7 separate regions of the Mus musculus genome follow, and regions 1, 2, 4, 5, 6 and 7 are each linked to region 3. A link is a contact called in public HiChIP or PLAC-seq and promoter capture Hi-C data. All regions are on one chromosome and are shown on one strand. Each heading gives the region's core, a stretch centred on a gene start, on an enhancer-like site or on the middle of the called end of the contact. The rest is flanking DNA. Distances are from core to core; before and after follow the strand shown.

Region 1 (3,960 bases), core at 467-2,966, 1.3 Mb before region 3:
CACTCCCATCCCCACACCTGGAGCGAAGCTGGGAATGAGGCCAGGTGCTTCAGTGGCTAGAGTCTGTAGCCCCTGCTGGATCTGCATTAGCGCTTGCATCGCTCTCGGGTTTGACATGGCCGCGATGGTTTCTGGATTCTGCATCTGCTGCAGGAAATTCGGGAGCTGTGGACGCATCTGCTCCTGCAGCTGAGGATTCGAAGTGAACAGCGGGCTACTCAGCATCATCTGGGCCGCCATATCTGGATTCTGGCTCAGCGACTGCATCATGCTCCGCATGTAGGGCGCAGACAGCATATTCTGAATCAGCTGGGGATTCTCAGTTATCTGCTGCAGCAGGCTCTGCATTCCTGGGGTGCTGAAGATGCTAGCCACGTAATTAGCTGCAGCCATGGTGTTCCCGGCGGTGGTGCTGCTGGAGCTGCTGCCAGAGCCACTGCCACTGCTTGTGGTCGTGGTGGTGGTGGTGGTCGCAGCCGTCTGGGTTGTTGGCGGTGGTGCCCAAGGATTGGGCAGCGGATCACGATTCTCCGTGCGGGAGGGCTGAGTACCTTCCCCTGAGGTGGAACTGCTCCCCACCGTGGCAAACGGGTTGCCCCCAAACTGCTCCTGTGCGGCATTCAGCATAGGTTCTTGAATGTCAGTGTACATGCGCCGCAGAGCATTGTAGCCACCTGGGATGCTTTCGAGATTACTGAGAGCCAGGTCTTGATTTCGCATCATCTCTTGCATCATGGCAGGATTCCTGGCGATTTCCAGCGTCTGCCTCATTATATCTGGGTTGTTCAGTAGGTGGCTGATTTCTGGGTTTCTCTGGATCAATTGTTGCATCTGTGGATTGGCCATGATGAGCTGCCTCATCAGATCAGGATTCGAAAGCATGCTCTGAACAAAGGGATTTTCCATGATCTGGATCATCATCTCAGGGCTGGCCAGGAGCTGCTGCTGCATCTGGTTCTGAAGCTCGGTGAAGTTGGGCGAGTTCAAGCCCAGGTTACTAAGGCTGGAAAGGCTTCCCAGCCCAAAGGAGCTGCTATTCGTGGTGGTAGGTGTGGAGCTACTCCTGGGAGCCGATGATGTCGTCGCCGCCGGCGCCGCCGCCGTGGTGGTGGTCGTGGTCGTCGTGCTCGTTCCCGCAGTCGTGCTGGGCTGCGTGGTGGCCTGGCCCTGCGGACGGTTCTGGCTTTTGATAACCAGGTGAACAGTCAGTCCATCATGGATGCCATGCTGCATCAAGGTATCTTGATCTTTCAGGATCTTTCCGGCGAAAATCAGCACGAGCTGATCGGTCTGCGATTTGAAGCGTTTGGAAATCGCTTCCTTGAACTGCTGCACGGTGCTGTTCTCGGGCACCGCGAACTCCTCCTTCTCTTTGGGGGTCTTCACAGTGACTTTGATGATTTTGGGCTCGGCCGGCGGGCTGGCCGCGCCTGGGGCCGCCGCAGGGCCGCGGGAGGGGCGCGGGGGGCCGCTGCTCTCGCCGTTCTCAGCCATGGCGGCCGCGGTGACGCAGGCTCACAGGGAAGGCGCTGGCGAGCGAAGAGGGCGCGAGGGAAGGAGGTGCCGCAGCAGCGGACTGGGGCGGCCCGGCGGGCAGCGCGGATCACAGTACCTCAGAGTTGAAGGCTGCGGCTCCTCCCGGTCGTCGGCTGCGCACTCGGCTCGGCGTAGGCCTCGGCTGAGGGCTGAGAGAGCAGGTCCTGCAGGCCGTCTCCGCTGCCGCCGCCTTGTGATCTGCCCGCGCGCACTCCCAGCGACTCCTGCAGCTGCGGCGCCCGCGCTCCCGCCCCGCCCCGCCCCGCCCCGCCCCCGGCCGCGCCCCGCCCCCTGCTGACGCGGCGCCAGCCCAGCGAGCGTCTCGCGGCCGAGCGCAAAACTCCTGCCCTGCAGAGGAGGGGGGGCGGAGGGAGGGAGAGGGAGAGGGAGGGAGAAATAAACAAAGAGAGGGGGGAAGAGAAGGAAAAGGAAGGAGGCTGGAGAGAAAAGCCAGGGGACCAAGGCGAGGCGGGCGAGGCGAGGGGGGAAGGGAGGAGGCCAGGAGGAGGAAGAGGGAGGCAGCTTCTTTAGCAGCCACTGAAAGACCAATGGAGAATGTGGGTTCGCAATCTGGGAGGCAGTGAAAGGATGAAAGCCTGAATTGAACCGATCCCAGGCAAAGGACGAAAAATGAATAGTAAAGAACTCTGACAAAGCAAAAAGGGAGAATGAGCGCCCGGTTGGGGGAAGGGAAGGCATGGCGGGAGCGAGCATTTTACAAAAGAAGCCGAGAAACGGCCAACAGGCTTCTGAAAAGATGAGGCTCGCTCCTAATCAAAGGGATTCAAATAAACACAATGAGATTTTTCCTTCGGGTTTATCATATTGGCAGCGATAAAAAAAAAAAAAAGAACGTTAAACCTTGTTGACCAGGAGCCGAGAAAATGCACTCTCATGCTAGTCGTAGTATGAATTGTTGTAATGGGGCAGTTTGAAAATACAAATGGACATTTTAAGGATTTGCACCTTTGTTTAGAAAGACCTAATAATCAATTCGAAAAGTATATATAAACAACGTGGCATTTTAAAAAATAGCGTTTAGCTAGTTAAATGGGTCTGTGACAGGAATACTATGATTTTGCCATACAATAAAATAATCCCTGTGTCTAAAAGATGGTGGCTAATTCATGTAGTATTACATGTCTCTAAAAAATACATTAAATGCACTGTAGTTAGGAGAAAATAATAGACGATATTTGGGGTTATTTTTTATGGTTTTCTTAACAAATGGAAACAATACATGTGTGTAGGTGTCAGCATCAAAAAGCTTGTAGACTGTATGTGTGAAAAAAATCTGAAAGGCTATACTCCATTATGATAAAGGTAATTATTAGTAAGAGCTGAAATTGTAAATAATTCTTATTTTCTATTTTTATAAGATTGTGAATTTGATGAATAAATATGCATTGCGTTTATGATTTTTAAAAACTACAAATATTATTTTCAGACAAGAGTAAAGGTAAAAATTGACAGGCACACAATAGTCGTGGCAGAAATTAACATAATCATTATGGATTAAATAAAGAAAACAAAAAATGGAGTATTACTGTTATAGAAAACCTGAATTATAGAAGAAATTATTCTGAAATCATTTATTTCTCTTGCTTTGAACACAGAAAATCCTTTTCCCATACAAAAACCTAGAGATGATTTAACAGCATTTCAAAATCATTACGTCACAGTACCTTAATAAATCTCAGTGTAAAACAAAATACAGGGCCATTATACCCATGACTAGTACAAAAATCATTATATATGCAAGAGCTCATATAGATATAATGTACAATGAAAAGTATACTTGCTTTAAATACATATCAAAACATAATTAACTGACACACATCAAATGTAAATATCTATGGTATTTAAAACATATGTACATATGTATATAAAATATTCTATTAGCTAGAAGGGCTGGGCTGCTGCTCACTGATGGAGCACATGCGTACTGTGTGTGAAGAGACCCTGGGTTCAATTCCTAGTACTGAAAGAAAAATTAACAGAAAATAAATGTACAAGAGGCAGTCATTCTAAACATCTAGTCACAAGGAAGAGGAAATGGTACAGGATTCTACACAATGACTAAATGGAACTGGAGTTAAAGCTGTAAAAATGTGCTTTGTCTCTAAACTCGAAGGAAACATGACAGGCTACCAGCAATGGCTGATTTTAGATAGTGACAACTCACCTCTGTTAAAATATGTTTAACTTTTCTGAAAATAAATAGAAATTTAATACTATATCACAAGGAATTGTTAATGACTCTTAAAGGTAAATACTATTAACAAAAATGAGGAAGAAGAAAACACTTAAAATTTAAAGAAATCCGAACACTTTTGAGATAGTACAAATTGAAATTCTTAGTAGAATGAATTGGTAAGCATAATTATAATGAGAATATAATCTCAATACTTACCACAAGATTAC
Region 2 (3,708 bases), core at 767-3,266, 1.8 Mb after region 3:
CTGTCCTGGAACTTGCTCTGTAGACCAGACTGGCCCCAAACTCACAAAGGTCTGCCTGGCTTTGTAGTGCTGGGATTAAAGGTATACGCCACTATCTCCCGGTTAACAATAATCTCTTGAAGGTTTCTTTAGTATTTTACAACGTTGTAGACCTGCCTTAGAAACATTACTTTCAGGTGCATGATACTCTTAAGGAAAGCCAAGTTCACTTACTTCCTGACTTCCTTTGACTCTCATTTTACTGTTCTGTCTAGGGCACAAGTAGAGGAAAGGCTAGATATCATGGAGATGAGTGGATTTCATGCAGTTGTTGTGAAAACCACAACTCCCTTCTTCCAGGGAATAAGAGATACTTTCTTCGGGATCCATTTTGTGGGACCTTGGCCCAGGAATACAGAATTAGTTTACCCCAATGCCAAGTTCCATCATGGAAGGAGTTTTATAGTTTTATTTTTTACAAATAGTTTTATAGGACAAAGGAAGTCATGAATCAAGTCAAGTTTAAAATACATTGATGGGTAAACCAGAGAGGTATGAACAAGATGGAAGAGCTATTCTATAGGCCTAAGATGTTATCTGATGACAGTCTTAGCTCTGGGATTGGCAGAGCTAATGCTTTACTAAATTAATAGCTTCTAAGGGACTTTTATTTATTATCATAAGATATTAGTCCTAAGCAAATAGCTTCTAAGAGGTTTCTATTTATTATCACAGAATGTTAGCTTTAAGTTAATAGTGCCAATGAGCTTTTTATTTATTATTGCAAGATGTTAGTTCTAAAGTTACCACCTTCCAAAAGATTTTTTTCTATTATCACCAGGTGTTAGTGTTCAGATACTGAGTGGGGCCAGGAAGGCTAAACCTAGCTCAAGATAAAGCACTTAGCCTCTGAACCTGCACAATTCTAATCTCTCTATAATTCTGAAATTCCAGTGGGCCTATCATTTTCTGCAGACATAAACACAACCACACACAGCGTCTTTTCAGGGATTTTCATCGCAAAACTCTTTGTTTAAATAAAAGAAACTTTGGAGAGGAAAAAAAAGTGCAATGCACCAAGGAGTTGCTAGGCTGGACACAGGGATCTTTGCTGCCTGGATGCTCTATTTGGCTTCTCTTCAATATAGTTAAGAAAGGGGCCTGACCAGAGAACACAGAGACTTAATTCCAGGAAAACAACAAAGGCTGAAATAGCTGGAAGAAAAGTTCTCTAGAGCCCTGACCTCAAGGTTGGCTTCTTAATAAAATCCCATAAGAAAAACACCAGTAAACTACACATCCAAAGCATTCCTGATGCTAAAGTAACTGTCAGTAAGAATTGATTCCCATTCCCAAACTTGGTGCTGCACTGCCTATAATCTCAGCATTCTGGAGGTGGAGCCATGAGGATTAGTTCAAATCTGGCCTTGGTGAAATGCCAAGTTCCGGACCAGCTTCGACTACAGGACACTGTGGCTCAAACACAAGCAAACATACAAACAAAAAAGAAAGAAAGAGCTGGGCAGTGGTGGCGCATGCCTTTAATCCCAGCACTTGGGAGCTAGAGACAGGCGGATTTCTGAGTTCGAGGCCAGCCTGGTCTACAAAGTGAGTTCCAGGACAGCCAGGACTATACAGAGAAACCCTGTCTCGAAAAAACAAAAAACAAAAAAAGGAAAGCAATGTAGATCATTTGTGTTCAAAGTATACCTTCTTTTGGTAAAGGATGTGATCCCCCCCCCCGCCGGTGTTTTAGGGTACAGGTAAAATCATCCAAAAAGGTTTCATGATCAGAGAGGTAAGGGCTGAACGGGAGGCGATCTGGCTCAAGGCTCGAATGGCTAGAACATAAGGAGACCAGGGCTGTGTGGCTGCAAGTCACAAGCTCTGTTCTTTGGCCTAGAACAGGAGCTTTGGAAGTTACTTACCGGTAATGCTTAGGGAAGCTGGCAGCGACCTCACTCGTACCACTGCGCCAACGCGAAAATCAGCCAATCCTAGACCGCAGATTACAGCTTCCTTCCGGTGAGAAGGCGGGACTTCGGCTGATTTTCGCTAGGGTGAGGATGGGCGTTCGGGCTTTCATCGCGGATTCGGATCGCCGTACTCTCTTAGGCAAGTACGAGTGATTTTGGCGGTTTTCTCCATTCCGCTTACCTTCCGGAGTCTTCATTTCTACAACAGTTGACTGAAAAGCGGCAGGAAAATAATTTTGTTCCGTGAGGGTGAGTTTCAATTTCTGTGGCCGCTAGATGGCAATGTTAACCGCGGTATCGGAGTCCTGCCCACTCCACCCCGCCCTTTGTGCTTAAAAAAAAAGTAGTCTTTCTAAATTATGCTTCCTCAATCTGGTTCTCTTTTGCTTTTTTTTTTTTTTTTTGCTTGCCTGTGGATAAAGCCCTTTGCTCTTATAGTAGGCGGTTTAAATTCTGTTGGGCAGCTACTTGTGTTTTGGCTTTTCTAAAAGTCATTCTTTAACTTGTCTTTAGGATTAACATTAGAGGATCTTTATAAACATCCTCGTTCTTTTATTTAACCGTTTGCAGGGGTACTAATGAAAACAATTCTTATCCACATTGCAATCATCCAGACTCAATGCAGTTTACAATACTTGATTTAGGGATTATTTTTTTCTTCCCCATTCCCATGGGTATAATTTAAGCATACAGAAATGAGTATTTGTGTTATTGCTTTAACAATTTAAGAAAAGTGAAATCCCACTGAACCCCCCCTGACAGGTAATGATTAGAAAAAAGACCCTAGGAACTGGAGAGATGGCGAAGCAGTTAAGAGCTAGTACTGCTCCTACAGAGGACCCTTCCTAGGACACACCTTGGCTCTAGACAGTCAGATGCCTCTGGCCTACACCCACATGCACAGACACGTGCATGATTACAAGGTGATAAAAATGAATCTTAAAATGAGAAAAAGACTTGAACTTTTTTTCCAAATGTGACGACATCATCTAATAACTGATTTTCCTCCTTATGCCAATGTCAGGTATCATAAAGGATGATGCCTAAGGAGAGGATCATACTTGCTTTTTCCTCCTTGCTCACCATTATACTTTCTGCTCAGCATCAGAACTGCTATGTGTTCTCAACATTGGTGGTATTTGTTGAACAAATGACCAAGTGCCTGATTTCTTCAGGGTACAATTCTTTATCCATACAACATTACTGGGTCAGATCAGGCCTGGTGGTACAGGCCTGTAATCTAGCTACTGGGAAGATGGGTGGGAAGGGTTGCAGTTCAAGGCCTGCCTGTGCTGTTGAAGGCTGAGTGAGTTGAAGGCCAGCTGGGACTGTTTAATGAAACTCTGTCCATTGACTTTCTTTTGAAAGATGTTTATCTGTATCTATCTTACTGCTTTCTCGAGGGGAGAGTATAACTAAGTATTGACATTCTGATGCATGCACTAAAACTGAAGACTTACTTTTCTCATTTTGAAAATAATAAAAAGAAAAGAAGAGAAAAGAAAAAAAATCAGGAGATCTGGAGATATTGTTTCATTTTAGGCCAAACTTCTACTAGATGAAGGAAAGCATTTTACAAAGCAAGTGTGTGATTAGACAGTGATGGACTAGGGATGTTGGCAAATTTTTGGTAGTCTGGTTGCTCATCTTGATACCCGTGGTTATTGTCTCAGTACCTGTGTACTACCATTTTTGTAAAGGAGAGTGGAAGAAGAACCTGCTTTAGGGGGTGGTGGCCCACATAGGCCAACAG
Region 3 (3,904 bases), core at 588-3,087:
TAAGGCCATCCAGGAGTCCAACCTTTCCCTTCTGCTAGCCTTCCTGGCTTGTCACTAATAGCTGTGACTCCCTCACAACAGAAACCCATCTTCAGACACCTGTGACCAACAAGGACTCTAGACTCTAGGGCCCGGAGGATCCATCTAAAACCAGCCTATGAAAGGGCAACAAAAGCACTGAATTGGATAAGAAGACCTAAGATGCTCTTGTCAAGTGGGAATAAGGCTTCCACATCCAGAAGCACCTCCTCGAAGATACATTGTTGCGGATAAATTCAAACCAGCCCAGGAATCTCAAGTGGTTACTAAACACTGTTCACCATTGTTTCCTCCAGTGTGTCAGCAAGGCAGCAGCCTGTCCTAGCCTTTGGAAAACTTCCCCTGGGCTAGTCAGGACTAGAAGCAACAATATGGTCCTTTTTGCTGAACATTTGGGAAGCAAAGGAAGATTTCCATATCTCCACTATTGTTCCTGGGGACCCAAGAAAACCTTATCTTATAGGATCATCTACATTCTGAGCCTGAGGTAGAATCCAGATCTTCTGAGAAGGCCATACCAAGCTAACTGGTCTAAACTTCTCCATAGGAAGGCTGTGGGGACCATGTGCAAGAAGGTTCTGACATTACCTTCAACTAGAAAACGCAGGAGCCAGAAAGAGCACTCCCTGTGAGAATGATTTCCTGACTGGCCACCAGGCTAGGATATTATCAGAGATGAATTGGCCTGACAGCGTGAGTAAACATGAGTCAACACACACAGAAGCAAACCAATGACCACATCAAGCACCTTCACAGTCACAGTAATTACCACTTACCAGAGTGCACTATGTTACCTGGTTTAATCTAATTATTCCCAGCACACAATTCACAGGCTCAGGGATTACTTTACATGCCCAAGGTCATACAGCTGCTAACCTTCTAAGTAGTTTTAAACTCACGTCTGACTCCCTTTTGAGACGTGATCTTTCCACTACACCACACAGCTTGCCTTAAAGGGAATAATGACAGTAGTCGTTACTTTGTAACTGCCTCGACCAGGGTGATACAAAGTAAAAGATGGGAGTCTCTGTGCCTCCCTGCGAACTCTCCCCAGCCCATTAAGCATCTGTGTATTGAATCAAGGGAAATTCTCAAGAGCAGAGTGGGAGTGGGTCTCAGACCCCAGGTCACTTGTATGCCACAAAACGAGGAGCCCTGACCCCAGCACCCTTTTTCCGCTTCGTGAGGCATCCACAAAATACCAGCCATCCCATATTCTTCCCACACCTGCTGCCCTCCGCCCGGGACTTCACCACTGGCTACCCGGATCCACCCACAAACTCGCCGCTGGCGACCATCAGCTCCCAGCCTTACCGCGGGTGGGCGGATCTTGCAAATGCCGGACTTCTCGGCGATGGGTCTGATTTTCGCGATGTAGCCAAGAGGGTCTCGGAACTCGGCCCAGCTAGGCTCGAACACCGGACACTCCGGCGGCGGTAGGAAATCGTCGGACCCCAGCTCCATGGTGGGCCCGAGGGCTGGGCCAGAGATCGGGAGGGCTCAGGTCGCCCTTAAGGACGCATGGCGCCGCCGCTGTCTGAAACCGAGGTACTTCTCGGAGTCTAGGCCCTAAGCAGGACGGCCACCGCCCGTCAAGGGCTTAGGGGGGCGGGTGCCGTGCTCTAAAAGTCTCAGGCTGAGGTTCCTTTTACAGGTTCTTAGTCCTGTTCCGTTTCTTCCACACCTTACCGCTGCCTCCCAACTACTGAAGCCTTCACTACTACAGTTAAGTCCCAGTCGCGGCAGGTTTCACCGCTGCCACCGCCATCTTGGTTTGTCAGCGTCTCCTCCCCCCCACCTCTGTACCTCACCACAACAAACCAGATCCCTCCGCAAGGTGTCTCTCCGAGTTCCGTTTACTTTGAGTCAGAAAAAAACCTAGGAAGCCTTCATCATGTGATGACCGAAAGAAATCGGGTTGTATATGTCCCTTATTTGGAGGTGGTTAGTTAAAAACATTTCTCAGGCTAAGAGAAAATAGTTCATTTCATTGGCGGAAGAACAAAATTGTAAATCGATGGCCGGATCCTTTTACCGGATGGACCGGCGATGCACGTTTAAAGGCCAGTGATGCGCATGCGCAGTCTCTAGACAAACCGGAAGAGGAGCTAGTGTCCATAAGTAGTGAGCCTAAACTAGTACGCGCCCATGCGCGCTCGCACACGCTCGCGCACGCGCACGCACACACCCTAGATCCCAAGCCGGTTGTCTCCTCCCCAATGTCCTTTGCTGCTTCTCTCAGGTCCTTTCAGTGAGAACCACGGAAGGCGGTGATTTCGAGGAACCTCCGCCCCCTTCCTCCCCCTCCCCCTCCCATTCCGCGTGTCTACTGCTGAGTGAATTGAAGATTTACCAGACTTACACCTCTGAGGTTTTTGTTTTTAAATGAAAGAAGGAAACTCCTCACTCCCTAGAGAATGTGGAGTTTTAGAAGCTTCAGTCCCACGTAGAGTAAAAATGCATTATTCTCCCCAGTATCATTGGCCATCAGCATTTTAAAGAATGCTTTCGACTGTTTGGTATACATTGTAACTATATAAACACTTTGTATAATATGTGTGTATCCATTTTTGTAGCAACTACTGCTACAAAAAAACCAAAAGGCCTGGATGTTTACATTTTTGTTTATTCCATGTATATGCAGTACATAGAGGCTAAAAAGGGGGGGATTTTGAGTTTGAGACCAGCCTGAGCTACATAGCAAGATCCTGCCTCACAAAGTAGTAGTAGTAGTAGTACTAGTAGTAATATTATTATTACTAATGGCCGGGCAGTAGGTGGCACATGCCATTAATCCCAGCACTTGGGAGGCAGAGGCAGGTTGTACAGTGAGTTCTTGTCTCCAAAAAAAAAAAAAAAAAGGGCAGGCATGGTGGCATACATCTTTAATTCCAGTACTCAGGAGGCAGAGGTAGATGAATCTCTGAGTTCAATGTCATCCTGGTCTACAGAACTACTTCCAGGATAGCCAGGATAGGGCTACTCCCCATCTCAAAAACTCAATAGTAATAATAGTAATAATAATGTAAAGTAATGGAACTGGACAGGAGAAAAGGCATTAAAATTAAGGTTAGTAAGTTTGCTGTTCCTCACCTGAAGACATTTTGCTTTTCTACCTGAGGAACATCTCTGTAAAGAGTAAAGAACACCAGGCTTTTGGTCTCAGCACCACCCATTCTTCCTCCAGTCTCCTCTAATGTCCTTAGCCCAGACATACCACAGGGCAAAAGGAAACCGAGCAGTCTTTTAAGCCAGTGATATAAAATGCATTGATTTGTATTTGTGAAAGTCATACTATGCAACAGGAACTTTTGTGAGCATGTGAAAATACAAAAGCATGCCTTCCTGGAACAGATTATTTACTCACTGGGCCCTGCCAAGTACCTCACGTCCCTGACCCTTGGTTTTCTTGTTCATAAAATGAAGTTAAGTAATCCTTTCATTACTTAGGAAGATTAGAGATAATAATATCTGCGTCTCTTTTTTAAAAAATTATTTTCATTGCTAATTTATTTATTTTTGTATTTATTTATTTTATGTATACGAGTACATTGTAATTGTCTTCAGACACACACCAGAAGAGGGTATTGGATCCCATTACAGATGGTTATGAGCCACTGTGTGGTTGCTGGGAATTGAATGCAGGACCTCTGGAAGAACAGTCAGTACTCTTAACCACTGAGCCATCTCACCAGCCTAATGTCTGCCTTTCTTTAAGAGCCAAGTGCTACAGGGCAGTGGTGGTGCACGCCTTTAATCCCAGCACTTGGGAGGCAGAGGCAGGCAGATTTCTGAGTTCGAGGCCAGCCTGGTCTACAGAGTGAGTGCCAGAATAGCCAGGGCTACACAGAGAAACCCTGTATCG
Region 4 (3,897 bases), core at 236-2,735, 1.2 Mb after region 3:
ATCCTGATCCAATTTTCCCAATGCTACCTATTAAACTGTTCAATCCCCATTGACTTGTGGTGCAGCTCTTAATTTCAGTTGACAAATTTGCTTCCAGCCAGTTTTGTACTGGGTTTCTATGAGAGTTCAAAGATGAACTGTCATTTCTCTGAGGAGTCCTCTCTCCTGTGGTGATGAAGCCACATTAAGAACTATAGTGTACAGGGACTGGAGAGATGGCTCAGCAGTTAGGAGAGCCTGTTGCTTTTGCCGGCGACCTGAGCTCAGCAGCAAGCTTTCACATGCAGATGGCTCACAACCATCAGCAACTCCAGATTCAGAGGATCCAAAGCATCCTTCTGCTCTCCACATGCATCAGGAAGGTATATGGTGCACATACATACACACACACATAACAGCAAACTCACAAACTAGAACAAATCTACAAAAAATTTAAGAAAAAAACCTACTACAGTGTAGTATTGTGATAAAGGATGCTGTGATTCTTACTCAACTGGGAGTCATAAAAACGCTGGTATTAGAAATTTCATAGAGCTACAATAGGTAAATAGAGCCTGTAAATACTATGGCTACTTTGGGGGTCCAGAAGAATCTGGGGTCTAGAGAGAAAGGTAGCAGCCAATCCTGTACTATAAGGGGAGGGAGAGCAAAAGGGCTTGTTTTCAGCAGGAATGAGTTGCAGATGAAGAACACACGTTCTGGGTGGTTGCCTTACCTAGCCCAACCCCCACCCTTAAGGTTTAGACTTGAGGAGAGGGAAAGGACTGGAAGTAAATGACCAGGAAGGAATTAAATTAATAGTTACGCTTTTTGGAGGGTTATCTCACTTCCCAGTCAAGTCAGAAGTTTCCTGAAATGGTTATTAAAGACACCCTTACCTACCCTCGCTTTAGAGATAGGTTTATTTTCTGCAGACACAGGAATCATACATGAGGGAGAAGAGGGTAAACCGGTGAGTGACAATTCCAAAGAGTTTCGGTTGCTGCTCCCGGCTGAGCCTTGCTATGCTTTAGAGTCCCGTGAGACTGGAAAGCTGCTGAAAACAGCGAACTCATTTCAGGTGGGATATACGCAGCCAAATAGACACGTGATTCCGGCGGCCATTTTCTCGCACCCGGTCTGTCGCCATCTTCCAGGAGGACAAACTATTGCCCCCTACCCTCATCTAATGCTGCCAGTGATTACTTTGGTAACAGACTAGAGAAGATACATCCTTAACCCTAGCCAGGAAGCCGCACAAAAGAGTTCGTCTTACAAATAGCTTTTGTGGCCACATGAGTATACACACACACACACACACACACACACACACACAAACAAGACACAGATACACACAACTGCCCCCCCTCCCATCGCCAGGCTCCCGCCCCCCTCTTCGCTATTTCTTTACCCGCCGGCAGCCAGGAGGCGGGGCCAGCGTGGGAGCGGGGGCGGGACTGTGCGGCGCAGCAATTATATCGAAACTCCGCCCTTGCGTCTTACGCAAATTAGGCGGAGCAAAGAGCTGGGCTGGGATCCGGAAGTCTGGGCGGAGCCTAGCTGCGCACTCCTGGACTGGCGACGTTGTGCTTCTAACAGCTCTCCGAGGTCCCTGCCGGAAGTGTAGGTAAGAGACTACTCTCTTTTTTTTCGTGGTGAGTGCTCACCAGGCCAGCAGTATAGTAAAGATTGTTTTTTTAAAGGTGAAACCAGAGATGCTCGCCATCCTGGACTAGAGAGGTGAAAAGCTGGCTCTCTTGTAAAGTAGAAGGGCCTGGAAGAGGGATACGGATAGCTCCACATGTGGCGATGCGCTGAACTGCATTCTGGCGGCCTCCTAGAGAGGCTCTAAAGATGCATCCTGGCTATGTAGAGAGGCACTGACCATGCGTATGAGACAAAATGTCGGTTGCCCTCCGCCTTTCAGGATATTTGGGCGTCATTTCGCATTACTGCCATTTCTCCCATGTAGACAGACGCCCCCATCCATGTGTGAGAAGGTCTATTACGTTTATACTTTCATTGCGTAATGGAGACAGGTGTGTCGACCCATCAAATGGTGGATGATATCATCCCTGCCCTATAAGAAAATAATTTCCAATACAAGGTTGAGCAGGCCGACTTCTGGCTTATTAAGGCATAGGTCTTTAACGGGGCTTGTCCATCTCCATACTGCGATAGGGGAGCTCAGAATTGTGTAATATCTAGAGGAAGAGAGCTCCTAACGTAGAGACCCACCCTTCTCATGTTTACCCTTGTAACCAGTCACCAGACACCATCAGCCCTCAAAATCATTGGAGACAGAGACTTATGGGCAACCACACAGATTTACCCCTCCCCCTTCATTATGGAAAATTAGACCCCCATAGCTACCCCATAAAGAATTGCTGTTTTTCTGACGGTAGTAAAGGCCCACCCAAACTGGCTTACAGTACCTGGGAACAGACTTTAGTCCACTGAGATAATGCTATGCCTCTCAAGTAGACCCTCAGGGTAGAGAAACTCAGGTTTATTTTCTTCCCTTTTGAGGTAGAGACAGAACCCCACCCTCCAAATGATTTATAATCACCAGATTGACCAAGAGAGGGGGCATCTGAGCAGTAGAGATGCAGACAACTCCCCCCTCCCATTTAGCCCAGAAAGCCAGTGATATCACTGATCATCCTACAATGCAGTGCATTCGAAATCTCTCCTCATCCATAGAATAGGAGCTCAGATTTTCTCTACTTTTAAAATTGTATTTATTTATGTATATGAATGCTCTATTTATTTACATGTGCACCTGTATGACAGAAGAGGACATCGGATTCCACGATAGATGGCTGTGAGCTACTATATAGTTGCTGGGAATTGAACTCAGGACCTCTGGAAGAACAGGCAGTGCTCTTAACTGCTCTTAACCACTGAGCCATCTCTCCAGCCTCTTAATTTTTGTTGTTGATTTTTTTTAAAATTTATTACGTATTTTCCTCAATTACATTTCCAATGCTATCCCAAAAGTCCCCCATACCCCCCCCACTTCTCTCCCCCCCCCACTCCCATTTTTTTGGCCCTGGCGTTCCCCTGTACTGGGGAATATAAAGTTTGTTTGTCCAATGTGCCTCTCTTTCCAGTGATGGCCGACCAGGCCATCTTTTGATACATATGTAGCTAGAGTCAAGAGCTCCGGGGTACTGGTTAGTTTATAATGTTGTTGAAGCTACAGGGTTGCAGATCTCTTTAGCTCCTTGGATACTTTCTCTAGCTCCTCCATTGGGGGCCCTGTGATCCATCCAGTAGCTGACTGTGAGCATCCACTTATGTGTTTGCTAGGCCCCGGTGTTGTTGATTTTTTTTTTTGAGACAGTTTTTTTTTTTTTTTTTGTGGGGTGTGTGTGTCCTGGAAATCTCTCTGTAGACTAGGCTGGCCTTGAACTCAGAGATCTGCCAGCCTTTGCCTCCTGAGTGCTGGGATTAAAAGTATGCATCACAACTGCCAGATATTTCTTCTCACCTAAGGTAAAATGAGAGATGCACACTTCCCAAGGGAGGAGCAAATTCATTGAGTTTATAATTGCATGGCCTTATGCCTTGTTTTTTACTCTCATAGAGAACCAGAAGCCGGGCGTGGTGGCCCACGCCTTTAATCCCAGCACTTGGGAGGCAGAGTCAGGCAGATTTCTGAGTTCAAGGCCAGCCTGGTCTACAGAGTGAGTTCCAGGATAGCCAGAGCTACACAGAGAAACCCTGTCTCGAAAAAAAACAAAAAAAAAAAAAAGAAAAAAAAAAGAAAAAAAAGAAAACCAGAGGCCCTATTCCCTTCAATACTAATGTGCTGTTGACTTCAATCCACATGAAATCTATACACATCATTCTAGTCTTCTAGTCCACCACCTATGGAAGGATTCAGAATAGCTTCCATCAGGCAAAAGTGTGTGG
Region 5 (3,849 bases), core at 344-2,843, 1.4 Mb after region 3:
ACTCACTGAAAGGGTCACTATCTGCACTATCTGTTAAAGAAAGATGCCAATATTTGACTATGTTCCTCCTTCCAATCCACCCCTCCACAATCCAATTACTCATCAAGTCCTAGCAGTCCACCCCGCCCCCACCAATCTCCTCACTATCTCCCCTGCTAACACTCTAGGCCAAACCACAAGCACTGCTTGTTTGGATGACTACCAAGGTCATAGCTATGCTCTCTAGTTCCAAGAAGACACTTAATCCCCATACAACACCTAAGATCTTCTAAAACACACACCTACAACATCTATGTGGTGACCAGCTGTAGGGTGCTTTCATAGACCCTCAGGACCCTCAGGTTTGAGAACTTTATTTTCTTGGTATTGGAAGTTTTCCATAAGTTGGATAGGATAGGAATTTGGGGCACCAGAATTGGAAGAAAATGAGAGACTATTCATTTGTGCTCAGCAGAGAGAGCCTAGGAGATAAGAAAGTAGAAGGGTGACATTACAAACTTGGGGGAAGTAACAGTTTATAGGAAATGAAACGAATATATAAACCCGCCTTGATGATGTGTGAAAATGTATGTGAATCAAATTGTCCATAAAGCCATAAGGATTGGCTATCTTTCATTTGTCCAGTATGGGCAAAGGTGACCTCAAGAAGCAGACTTCTGACTATTTGTGTATAAGAAAGATCTTGAATTTTATTTCTATAACTACCGTGAATTATAGTTTATAATAAGCTTTTTCTGGGTCTGCATTCACCTGCTCTATTGCTAATGATATTTTGTCTACTTCTCTTTGTCTTTACATTTTATCTTGTTCTCATGAAGACACCCAGTTGTTTATGTGAATTTATCAGGCAACAGAAGTGCCATTTCAAACTAGTGAAAAACGTTATTGAGGGTGAATCTGTCAATGCCATAATAAAAGTCATTACTTTGTACAGTTAACTTACGCTGAAAATGGTAGTTTTTTCAAATGAATTGAATCAGCAAAACATAATAAAACAACAAAACAGTCCAATATAGACACCAGGATGGTCCTTGTAGCATTGTTTGTAATAGTTCGAAAAGGGGGAAACAACCCAGAAAGTACACGAAGCTGAACTAAGTAAATAAATTATAGGACAGTTATACAAGAAAACATTATACATTTCTAAAAAAACATATGCTAAGGGAAAGAGGTTTGAATATATAACTTGAAAAAAAGCAGTTACAGAACAGTAGGTAACTAGTATAGCCGGTGTAGGGAGAAAGTGCACATAATCAGACTACAAATTAAAAAATTAATGGAGGAATGTCTATCAAAGTACTCAATGTCATGAGTATTTCTGAGGAAGGAGATTAAAGATAGCTTTTAATTTTCTGTTACATATTTCTGCATTTCTCTGGTTTTCACATGACAACACACTACTTTTGTAGTAAGAAAAATAACGATATAAAATAAATAATTTCAATGAATGAATCGTTTTCGTGGGGGCAGTTTGGGTTGGAAGGGCTTCAGACCGAACCTGGTACAGAGGCATAAACATGGGCTTTGGCGTCAGACAGCATTGAGCAGGGCCCCATTGCCCCACCCCCGAGGAAGGGGGCGGGGGGTAGGGGGCTGCGGAAAGGGGCTGGGCTGGGCTGGGCTGTCTGCAGCTCTAGTCCAGGAGGCTGAGACTTCGAGAGGGACTGAGAGGAGCAGGCACACGCATCCCAGACTCACTGGAGGACAAGGTGAGGGAACAACATTGGGCTTTCCTGGTGAGCAGACAGTGGTTCTAACTACCTGAAACCTATAGCTGGGCAGGTGGGCAATTCTTATTTGACCACTATAGCTGGAGCAGAAGTGCTGCATTTGATGCGGTGTGAGAATGAGAACGACCAAGAAAGTAGTAAGCTGTATATGAACTGGACAGCAGAGACTGGCAGAGGTGGAGGGGAGAAAAAGGGGAACTGTGCATGCTTGGAGGAGAAGGAAGAATATGGGGAAATAAGAAGGGGAAGGCGAGATCCAGGGACAAGAATAGGGGATGCAGAGAAGGGTTAAGGGACACTGGGGAGGGGGGTTGCATAGGTAACACAGAGAAGGATGTAAGGAATGGGAAGAGATTTCTGTAGAGTAAATAGGAAATGCGATGGGAAATAGGGAGTCCGGAGTTAGGCAAGGGAATAGGGAGGGGGGGAATAAGGAGTGTTGAGGGGGGAGGGGCAGACGGGCTGGGACGGAGGCCCCCTAGGGAGGCGGAAAGGGGCGGGACCACTTCCGGCCTTTAGTGGGGAGGGCAGTATCTGAGTTTCGGAGGGGCTTGGAGAGAGTGGACACACTCGGGAATTGTAGGAGGACGAGGTAAGTCATGGGCCCCAGCTTTGGATGAGAGCCTGCTAGGGGTCGGCCCCACCCTCTGGGATCTGGAGAAAACCTGCCTTAAGAGCCAAATCTTACCGAATCCATCCAGCTAGGAAGGGAGGGGACTGGACCCCGTTTGGCTGGGCCTAAGATGGAATCACTAGTTCAATCCTGAGTTGAGGAGGGGGTGTTACAGGGAAGGAGCCAAACCAATTTGGGTTTTACCGTTTGGAGGGGGGCGTGTTAGGATAAAGGGCGGGACCTGGAGGCTCTGTGAAATTGATAGGGTGGTTGTGAGTAGGGGAGGGGCTAGGACCACCAGACACTGCGACAATTTGGATGGAAGGTTTGTTGGGGAGGGGGCGGGGCTGAACAGCATTGCGGACCTGGAGAGGGGCGTGTATAGGAGTTGGGTGCTGGACTGAGACCGTGGACATTGCGCATGCGCTTTATGTATAGCTAGAAAGGGGCGTGTTGAGAAGGGCTCGCAGAGACTGGGCCAGCTGCTGAATGCGCATGTGCACGGTGGACTTCAAAGAACGGGTTTGTACTGGGAAAGCAGGCGGGGTTGAAAGGGCGCTGCAGAAGACGCGCATGCGCACTCTAAGCCTGCGGCTGGGGGGGGGTGCGCTGGGAAAAGGGGGCGGGGTCCTCAGAGCTGCCGCGCTGGCACATCTTCCTGGAGGAGGGGAGGGTGCGGCTGCAGAGAACTGAGACCTAGAGACAGAATTTCTGTATCTGAGCACCTACTGGTTGGGGCTCCGGGAGGGGCTGGGCTTTGGGGCCCTAAAGAAGGTGAGGATCAGCTTCTAGGCAGAACAAGGGATACGACGTTCAGCGGGCTCTCCACTTGACCCAGGCCTTCTCTTTGAACTCAGCTTTGCTAGGTGAACTTGAGACATGTCTGACACAAGCGAGAGTGGTGCAGATCCAGCTCGCTCTCAGGTAAGACCGATACCCCCCCCCCCCCTTTCTTGCTGCTTGCCTTTCAAGCCCCTTTTGCTGCCCTAAATCCTTGGAGCTTCTCCTCCCATCCTTGTCATTCTCCACCCACTTCTTTGCCTGGGTGCATCCCCTCTCCCCAGTGGAGGGGAGGCCAAGAGGAAGGGAGAGAGGGTGGGCGGGCCCTTGGTTCTGTCATTACTTTTTAACTGGGAAGCCTGTTTAGGCTGGGGTGGTCAGAGCACACCACAGGTAAGAGTCTTTACAGGTCAGAGAAGTGTAGCCACCTAATTTTGGGACCATTTGCCTTGTTGAGGGGTGGGAAGAAGGTCAGTGAACTTCCTTGCTTTCCCTTGCAGGGCAAAGCTTCAGAAAAGGACAGCGGCTCCGTGATGCAGGACCTGTTGACCGTGACCCAGAACTTGGAGGTCTCAGAAACACCAAAGGCAGAAAAGGCACCAGAGGTTTCAGAGGCTGCAAAGGCTCCAAAAGCCTCTGGGAACCCAAAGGCGACAGAGGTCTCAAAGGCCCCAGAGGCGTCTGAGGCAGCTGCCACCCAGGCCTCACCTACCACACAGCTGAGTG
Region 6 (3,904 bases), core at 109-2,608, 1.2 Mb after region 3:
TTTGGGGAAGCGGGAAGACCACAGATTTTGGACTCTGATCTGTTTTTAAATCCAGGCACCATAATGACAGTGTGACCTTGGACAAGTTACTTCTCAAAGCCTCAGTCTGCACCCCTAAAAATGTAATTGATGATATCCACTTCACAGATGGCTCCTGAAGCTGAAACAAAAACCCTTGTAAAAGTACCCAGTTCAGTGCCATGCACAAATGTAGTCACTTAGCTAATGGGAGACTTCTTTTCTCCTATTCCAACCACATCCCCATTGCTGCCCTGAAATCCTGCCCCCTTTTCTTGGAGTGCTTCCTCTCCTGTTAGCCTCAACAGTTAGAAGAGAAAGGAGTCTTAAGGCTTGAGGGCGCAAGGGACAGATAAGAGCAAGGGGCAAAGGCTGAAAGGACTGGACCGAATACTGCAGGAGGTGGGGGTAGGGGTTGAGGGGACCCAAGGGGCTAGGGTGAGCATGTCGGCTCCAAGTCCTAGAACAAGAACCCGTTCCCGGTACCAGGCCCGTGGCCCAGGTTCCCATGCTGTCTGGATCACTCACCAGGCCGAGGCTGCGAGCCCTCCAGGTGGTAGGAGAAGCGCAGGGCCCGGTGGTGCTGAGGACTAGGGCCGCAGGGTAAGACCCGGGAGCTTGGAGGCGCTCCCAGGCTGGCATCCGAGGGTCCAACAAACTGAGGATCCAAAGGGCCTCCAAGAGCCGTGCCTGAGCCCCTGCTCACCGGCAGCCCGGGTTCCAAGGCTCCAGGGTCCGAGTCGGCACAGGCCAGCGGAGCGGCACCGGGGGTATTTGCCGCTGAGCGTTCGGGATCCGAAGGCCCAGGGCCCCCCGGGACTCGGTGGCCATGCATGGTCCGGGCCTGGGCGCGGGGCCCGGGCTCCCCGCTTGGCTCCAGTTCCTGGGGCGGAGGCGCGGGCGGAGAAGGCCCGGCGCCCGGCGGAGCAGCGGCCTCAGGCTCGGGGGGCGGGGCTGCGGGCTCAGCCCCACTGCGGAGACTCGAGCCCCCGACCCGGGCTCCGGCCAGCAGCCGTGGCGGCAGCAGCAGCAGCAGCCGCGGCCACCGCCGTTGCCGCGCCAGGCATCGCCAGCCCTGGCCCCAAGCGGGGAGTGGGCTCGGCGGGGCCGGGGGCCCGCTGGGGAGCGCTGTCTATGCGGCTGCGGCTAGGCGAGGGTCGGGGGCTGCGCTAGGCACGAGCTCTCCTAATAGATGACCAGTCACTTCCGTAGCCGGGGGCGAGCGGCCAGCCGGATCCCACCGAGGGGGGTCTCTTTCTCCCGGAATGAGAATCGACCTGGGTTCTCTGGGCTAGTCGGGAAGGGTTCTTCCTCCCGCCGCAGCGGAGGCTGGGGGCGGAGGAGAGGGGAGGGGGAGAGGAGAGGAAGGAGGGAAGAGAGGACGGCCGCGGCCGGGAGGCGCGCGTGTGCGCCGCGCTCTCCGGCTGCGAGGCTTGCCTTCGGGCAGTCCTCCGGAACGATGCTCCAGCCGTGCGGGCGGAGGACCGGGCTGGACCGGGCTTCTCCGCCTTCGTCCTGGGTCTGCACCGCGGCAGGCGGGAAGAGCCCTGGGAACTGGGGGATGGGGAGGCGCGAGCCGTTGCTGAGACAGCCGCAGCCACCGCGGCGCTGAGACCCAGTTATTGGAGCCCCGCCCCCTCGTCGGGATTTGAGCTTGGCCACGCCCCCTCGCTAGGGCCAGTTTCACCTCTAACTGCTAGGAGCTTAAGGCCCTCCTTCTGCTGGCCCTTCAGCTTTCCTTCCCATCCTTCCTTGGTCCCACAGAGGCGAGTCTCTGGGCCCAATTTCCGAAATCGACCCTTCCGTCGCATCTCATGCCTTCTTCCGCTCTCCCATCACACTCTTTCCCAGAAGCCTTTCCACATGTCCCAGAGTTAAGCTAGGCTTGGCACGTAGCGATCCTTTAGTACTTATTTTCTCAGACCAGATCTCATGGCCCTTTACTTTTCCACTCTTTTTGTCGCGGTCCCTTGTTTTGTCCGTTACCCGGCTGGCAGCAACCCAAAACTGAACCAGTCCAACTGTTTGCCTTTTTTTCCATGCTTGTGCCCAGGCAGCTGAACACTACTGGGTAACACTACAATTTTCCACATTTGTGTCATGATAAACCCTCATTTCCCAGCTTCTACAAGTCCCTCAGAACTGACCCGACACCCTACTAGTAGTCAACTTTCTTTTCTGTTTCACCCCCATTGCCTAGATAACTCTCATCCATGGTGGCCATATCAAATCTAGTCTCCCCAAGATCTTGATTTGTGCCCCCAACTCCGTCCCACGGTACTTAGCTGATAAGCCCATGTCCTACTTACATGGAGTGAACAGAAGACGCCAGAAGAAAGGTCTGGAATTCTTAGCAACAGACCTCTGAGTTCGTTCCGAGTCCCTTCGCTCTGGGCTTTAAACAGTCAGGTATCTTCTCCCATCTAAAAAAACAAGCACCAAAAGTTATCTCTCTTCTCTTTTTACAGATGACTCAAGACTTGCTCATAGTCAAGTGTCCCATTTCCTACCTCCCACTTATCTTTAACCCTGCTACAACTCACCTCTACTACTTCTTCCAAGCTATTTTTCTTATCAAGGTCTTCCATAGCTTACGTTACTAAACCGAAAAGAATCTCTTTAGAGGTCATCCTACTTGGACTTGCTAGCATTCAGGTAGCACCAGTGACCTCTCCCTTCTCCTGAAATTGCTTCCCTATGACATATCATGCTTATTTTTCTCCTTTTTCCTTTTCAGTTTCCTCCTCGTCTTAGTAGTGTTCTTGGGAGCTTTGGCCTGAGCTCTGTCTTCCCACGCACTCTCTCTGGTCTTTCCCTCAATATCTCATTTGCTTCTATGGCTTCAATTATTACTTCTTTGATAGTTACTCTAAAATACTTCAAATCAAAACATTTTTCCTGGCCCAGACATTCAGCTGGTTAGAAAACAACATTGTTTGAAAATCCTAGAGAAACCTAGAATCTCTGTTCTTTCCCAACTCAAGAAATCCTCTCTCAATGAGCTGTACCTTACCTAAGTGAAGGATCTTGGTCAAAGTAGAGATCTAAGCTATACCCTGGCTCTTTTCTCTCTCTCTCTCTTCTACACCTCCCCCCCCCATGCAATTGCCAAGTCTTCCTATCATCTACAGGACCATCTCCATCATCTACTTATACAGTCTCATTTCCATTGCCACTCGCTGGTGTAGGCTAGTACAGCTTCTAATCTGCAATACCTTCACAGCTCTCCTGTTTCAGTCTTGTTCTCTGGAATCTATTCTTAACTATTTTTCATTATCATGTATCAAACCCAAAGCCTCAGGCAAGACAGGCAAGTGTTCACTGAGTCCTGGAATCTATTCTCTATATTGTAGGCAGTCTGTATTATTACTATTTTTTGAGACAAGCTCTCACTGTGTAGCCTAGGCAGGCCTTGAATTTATAATCCCTCTGTGGTTGCCTCCTGAGTGATGAGACTAAGGGCATATACTACCACATCTGGCAAGTCTATGTCTTTCAAAATCAAATATCATTCACAAGTTTAGAATCTTCCAAGTCCCCAAAGGTTCAAAAGAAAATTTACCTTCCTTAACATTAGAGGTTTGGCAGGGCTCTTTATGATCTGGTGAGATCTCAATCAGCCTTTCTAAACCTAATGCTTGAGTCAAAGTTGAAAAATTGTAAGACTGTTCCTTGGTCTATCCAGCCTCTGAAGGCTTTTTTAACCTTAATTTTTAAAATTCTTTGACAATTCCATCCATATGACCTCTGGAGGTTTTGGGTTGTTGTTCTCTTTTGCTTCTTTGGGTTTTTTTTTAGCGGCAGGGCCTCATTTGGAGTCTAGGCTGACCTTGGACTGCAGTGAGTCCTCTTGCTTCAGGCTCCGGTGTGCTGGGATGAAGGCTGA
Region 7 (3,543 bases), core at 1,012-3,511, 1.7 Mb after region 3:
TCTGACACTGACAATAGCATTGAAGTATATAGTGAGACAGGAAGCCCTTAAGATTAGAGGCAAAGTCCTGCCCTGGAATGATGGTTGATTAAGGCCTACTTTCCATGTAGAAACCAGAAGAGGTCCAGTGGACTCACCATTTTTGTGGGGCTGTTGGCCATAATATACTGAGGGTCCTGGGAAAAATACAGAGTTCTTGATGTGAATTGAATTCTTGAGTTCATTTTAAAGCTCCAGTTACAATTTCTCTTGTCCTACACTGATCTTCTTGAACATCATTATGACCTATAACTTTGTATTTGGATTCTTAATGTCCATTCCATAACATTCTTAATATGAGCCAGGAATGAGTAAAGTTGAATAGAGGAAGCATTTCAGGCAGGGTATTAAGAACATAAGGTCTTAGCTGGGTATCTCTTAGCTGGGTATTTTGACACCACAGCAAGCTGTGACAACAGGATCCTAAATTGCATATTAGTTTGGGCTGCATAGCTCCCAGTCAGTTAGGACTAAGTAGCAAATCTTTTCTCAGACAAAACATACTCTGGAGCCAAGGAGTCACATCATAAATATATCAGAGTTCCACCTTGCTTATATCAGACTAAGTCTGGAAAGCTGGAGATGAGATTTTTGTCTCATTTTGTTACTTTTTTACTGTATGTGTACTTTGGCTCCCCTGCTCCCCTCCACCCTTTTGAACTTTACTTTCTCCACAGACATTGGATTAGATTGGAAATTTCATAATTTATCTTCTGGTTCTGATATACAAACATTAACAAAGCTCTGACCATTGTCAATGTTCTACATACATAGACTTATTCAGTCCTCAGGATGATGTTGGAAATAGACACCGAGGTCCCCAAAAGATCTGTGACTCACCCAAATTACAAAACTGTTAAGTAAAGGAAGCAAAATTTCAGCTTAGGCAGTCTGGTTCCAGAGACTTCTAACTTAGCGACCATGAATCTATGGTCCAAACATTCCCGATTTTCATAGCTGGGAAGTTGACTCTAGACACCAAGCCACTCTGTTACAGTAATTTATGACCAATGCTTTCTCCAAATGTTCTAAAGTAGGATTTGGGGTACTATTGAACATTTATGAATTCATTTCACCACTTAATGATTTATATAACCCACTACATAGAAAAGATTTCGAGTAATTTTAAAACTAAATCAAAGAGGGACGGGAATTCTCAAGACAAGTGGCATCATTACTCAAAGGGTTTTTTTCCCTGTATGTCTATAATTCCCTTTTAGGTCAGCACCTAATTTGCAGTCCCATAGGCCAGAAAGATCAGCTGGGCCACCATCCCAGCAGGGAAGCCAGAAGCCACTCTTGCAGCTCTTCTGTCCCCTGTCTCCCATTACTTGTGGCTTGATATTAAGAATCATTTAAGTCTGGAAAAGAATCCCTTGCTTCTTCCAGTGAAGCATCAGGCCTTATCTCCCCTCCTAGTGCCCTCTTTCCAACCCTGGAAAGTCAAAGGACAATTAAAAACAGAAGAATGTATACCACAAAACTAAGAAATTTGTGGGAACTGTGGGCAGGCCCTTTTGTCAAAGGATAAATGACCTGCCTGGGATCTCACAGTGACTTAAGAGTGAGACTCCAAATCTGCCTTTTCTGTACAATGACAATTCTCTTCCGCCTTTTCCCTTTATTTCTACTAATTTTGCAACCTCTCAATTCCTGCATCTTGCCTTACCATTCTTAACCACCCCCCCTCCCCCACAAAAGCCTCCAATTTTCCTTCCCTGGATCTGACCCCCTACCCACAAGGCTCTGAAACCTCACACTCTGTTCTAGGCCAAGCAGATGGGAAAGTGTCAAGTGATAATGGGGTGACTGGAGAATTTTGGAAGAAATATGAAGATGCCTTTCCTAGAGAAATGGGGGAGAGGAAGAGACAGAGACAGAAGGAGACTAAGGAGACAGAAATGGGTTTTGAGGGGTTGAGGAGATAGAGAAAAGTCCTTTGAGGGAAAAGTAACAGAAAGCAGGAATGTCAGACAGAGAATTAGTGAAGTAAGATGAAAGTACTGGAAAGTAGTAAGAGAGAGAGAGAGGGAGAGGAGGAAGAAAGGAAAACCCCCAAACAGAAGAGAGTTTCTGTGAAGGTCAAAAGTCCACCCAGGGTCAACATACAGTGTTGGTGAGAGCCCAGAAAGAACACTGAAAGAACCTCTTACCTGTTGCCCTGCACTGAGGACGAACCAAAGACGGTGAGTGCTGTGGGCTGGGCTGGGAAGCAGCTTTCATCCCAGCCTCCTGCTCAGCCCCGCCCACCCCACCCCACCCCCTTCCGCCTCGGCCTTAAGGTATCTCAGGCCTCTGCTAAAGATAAAAAGCAAAGTAGTCTCCTTTCACTCCCCTTGTTCTGTGCCTTCTCTTTCTGTTTTCTTCCTCTACTCCCTCTGGGGTAGTGAAACTAACTCATTCGATTTTGAGATCAGACCATCCTTATAAATCCAGGGCACCTTCTGTAGAACCATCCCTCTGACCTTCAGTTCCCTCAGCCATGAAGGAGGCCACTAAAGGCAAGTCCACGTGGAGAGGACCCTGAAGTCAGACATAGAATACACTCTCGGCACTCTAGGCACTGGGGCTCTGAAGGGTTCTAGCTGTGAGCCTCCATGGAAAGTAGATCAACTCAAAGGATGTTGTGTCACTTCAATAAATGAACAAATATTTGGCACAGTGCTTAGTTTGAGAAAATAACAGTTTGTGTTGATTCAGTGGTTTTACTCTGTACCTTGAGGGGGTAATTACTTTGCATTGATTAATTAAGCCTCATAAGAATCTTAAGACACTTGCTCTTAATGTCCACAGTGGTCTGGGAATGAAAATCATTTGAAAGAAGGCTGCTGATGTCATTGTGGTCATGTAGAAGGAAACCCACAGCACTGGGCTGGTTTGTGTGAATTTGTAATGGATTGGATTCTAGAAACAGATGTTCAGGTCTTATTCTCAGGTGTATATCTATATTTATTTTTCAAAACTAAAGAATTTTAATTTCAACAGTCAGATAATAAAGTGATTATTCACATAAAAAAAGAATCTTAAGACAGAGGCACAGTTATCTCTGTCACAGATAAAGACCCTAAGACTGGGAGGGTGGGCTACTAATAATTGCACATCTACAAAGTACATACCTCGGCTACAAAGTTGACAGTATGCTCCCAGAACCCACACTCTCCTGTACATCTTAGAACATACAGCTAAAATATTAGTTTCTCTGTTTTCTACCCCTTTTAATATTTTCTCTTATATTGTATTCCCCATGCCTTTCCTAAGGCTAGGGCAATGGAACTATGGCCATATGCCAATAACTAATGGAGGTCTTTCCATAAAAGCCCACTATTTAGTGGAGTTACAGTATTAAATCCAAAGGTATTATAATTAAACACACCCTCGTGGGTGGGAATGTAGGACAGTCCCAGGGATTACCCCTCTCCTTTAGGAATAACTTTGTGACCTCCACATAAGACCAGAGACACTGAAATTAATAGAGGAGAAAGTGGGGAAAAGCCTCGAAGATAT

The links. Promoter capture Hi-C pulls out the DNA fragments that hold promoters and counts their contacts. HiChIP or PLAC-seq counts read pairs in DNA pulled down with a chosen protein or histone mark. Capture Hi-C pulls out chosen DNA fragments and counts their contacts.
Region 1: a promoter capture Hi-C map of pre-B cells shows a contact between it and region 3. The contact joins the promoter of Ubqln2 here to the promoter of Kdm5c in region 3. A contact is called at or near these places in 2 of 39 promoter capture datasets (erythroid cells and pre-B cells).
Region 2: a contact with region 3 is called in a promoter capture Hi-C map of liver. The contact joins the promoter of Tmem29 here to the promoter of Kdm5c in region 3. A contact is called at or near these places in 1 of 39 promoter capture datasets (cranial neural crest), 2 of 484 Hi-C or Micro-C datasets (both in CD4 T cells) and 2 of 9 other capture datasets (liver and pancreatic islet).
Region 4: a contact with region 3 is called in an H3K27ac HiChIP or PLAC-seq map of embryonic stem cells, with 9 times the contacts expected there. The contact joins the promoter of Gnl3l here to the promoter of Kdm5c in region 3. A contact is called at or near these places in 6 of 39 promoter capture datasets (the C10 cell line, embryonic stem cells, erythroid cells and 2 more), 1 of 484 Hi-C or Micro-C datasets (CD4 T cells), 5 of 115 datasets of contacts at active chromatin or transcription factors (astrocytes, embryonic stem cells and large pre-B cells) and 1 of 9 other capture datasets (adipose tissue).
Region 5: a promoter capture Hi-C map of pre-B cells shows a contact between it and region 3, with 4 times the contacts expected there. The contact joins the promoter of Maged2 here to the promoter of Kdm5c in region 3. A contact is called at or near these places in 3 of 39 promoter capture datasets (cranial neural crest, liver and pre-B cells).
Region 6: an H3K27ac HiChIP or PLAC-seq map of microglia shows a contact between it and region 3, with 6 times the contacts expected there. The contact joins the promoter of Fgd1 here to the promoter of Kdm5c in region 3. A contact is called at or near these places in 2 of 39 promoter capture datasets (cranial neural crest and frontonasal cranial neural crest) and 3 of 115 datasets of contacts at active chromatin or transcription factors (embryonic stem cells, microglia and stem cell-derived neural progenitor cells).
Region 7: a contact with region 3 is called in a promoter capture Hi-C map of embryonic stem cells, with 6 times the contacts expected there. The contact joins the promoter of Alas2 here to the promoter of Kdm5c in region 3. A contact is called at or near these places in 2 of 39 promoter capture datasets (embryonic stem cells and erythroid cells).

The regions. Positions count from the first base shown.
Region 1 is chrX:153,495,988-153,499,947 of GRCm38.p6, reverse strand. It overlaps Ubqln2 (ubiquilin 2), which reads right to left and starts at 1,716. Exons shown (of 1, transcript NM_018798.2): 1 at 1-1,716. The coding sequence starts at 1,494.
Region 2 is chrX:150,457,458-150,461,165 of GRCm38.p6, reverse strand. It overlaps Tmem29 (transmembrane protein 29), which reads left to right and starts at 2,016. Exons shown (of 3, transcript NM_001359039.1): 1 at 2,016-2,094. It also overlaps a transcript of Apex2 not described here.
Region 3 is chrX:152,231,160-152,235,063 of GRCm38.p6, reverse strand. Kdm5c (lysine (K)-specific demethylase 5C) reads right to left here and starts at 1,837. Exons shown (of 26, transcript NM_013668.4): 1 at 1,354-1,837. The coding sequence starts at 1,503.
Region 4 is chrX:151,014,910-151,018,806 of GRCm38.p6, reverse strand. It overlaps Gnl3l (guanine nucleotide binding protein-like 3 (nucleolar)-like), which reads left to right and starts at 1,485. Exons shown (of 16, transcript NM_198110.2): 1 at 1,485-1,606.
Region 5 is chrX:150,812,089-150,815,937 of GRCm38.p6, reverse strand. It overlaps Maged2 (melanoma antigen, family D, 2), which reads left to right and starts at 1,593. Exons shown (of 13, transcript NM_030700.3): 1 at 1,593-1,709; 2 at 3,201-3,267; 3 at 3,624-3,849. The coding sequence starts at 3,223.
Region 6 is chrX:151,044,624-151,048,527 of GRCm38.p6, reverse strand. It overlaps Fgd1 (FYVE, RhoGEF and PH domain containing 1), which reads right to left and starts at 1,358. Exons shown (of 18, transcript NM_008001.4): 1 at 547-1,358. The coding sequence starts at 853. Gm46690 (a long non-coding RNA gene) reads left to right here and starts at 2,436. Exons shown (of 2, transcript XR_001782846.2): 1 at 2,436-3,904.
Region 7 is chrX:150,546,135-150,549,677 of GRCm38.p6, reverse strand. Alas2 (aminolevulinic acid synthase 2, erythroid) reads right to left here and starts at 2,261. Exons shown (of 11, transcript NM_009653.3): 1 at 2,193-2,261. Mir3620 (microRNA 3620) reads left to right here and starts at 2,233; the gene lies at 2,233-2,293. It also overlaps a transcript of Apex2 not described here.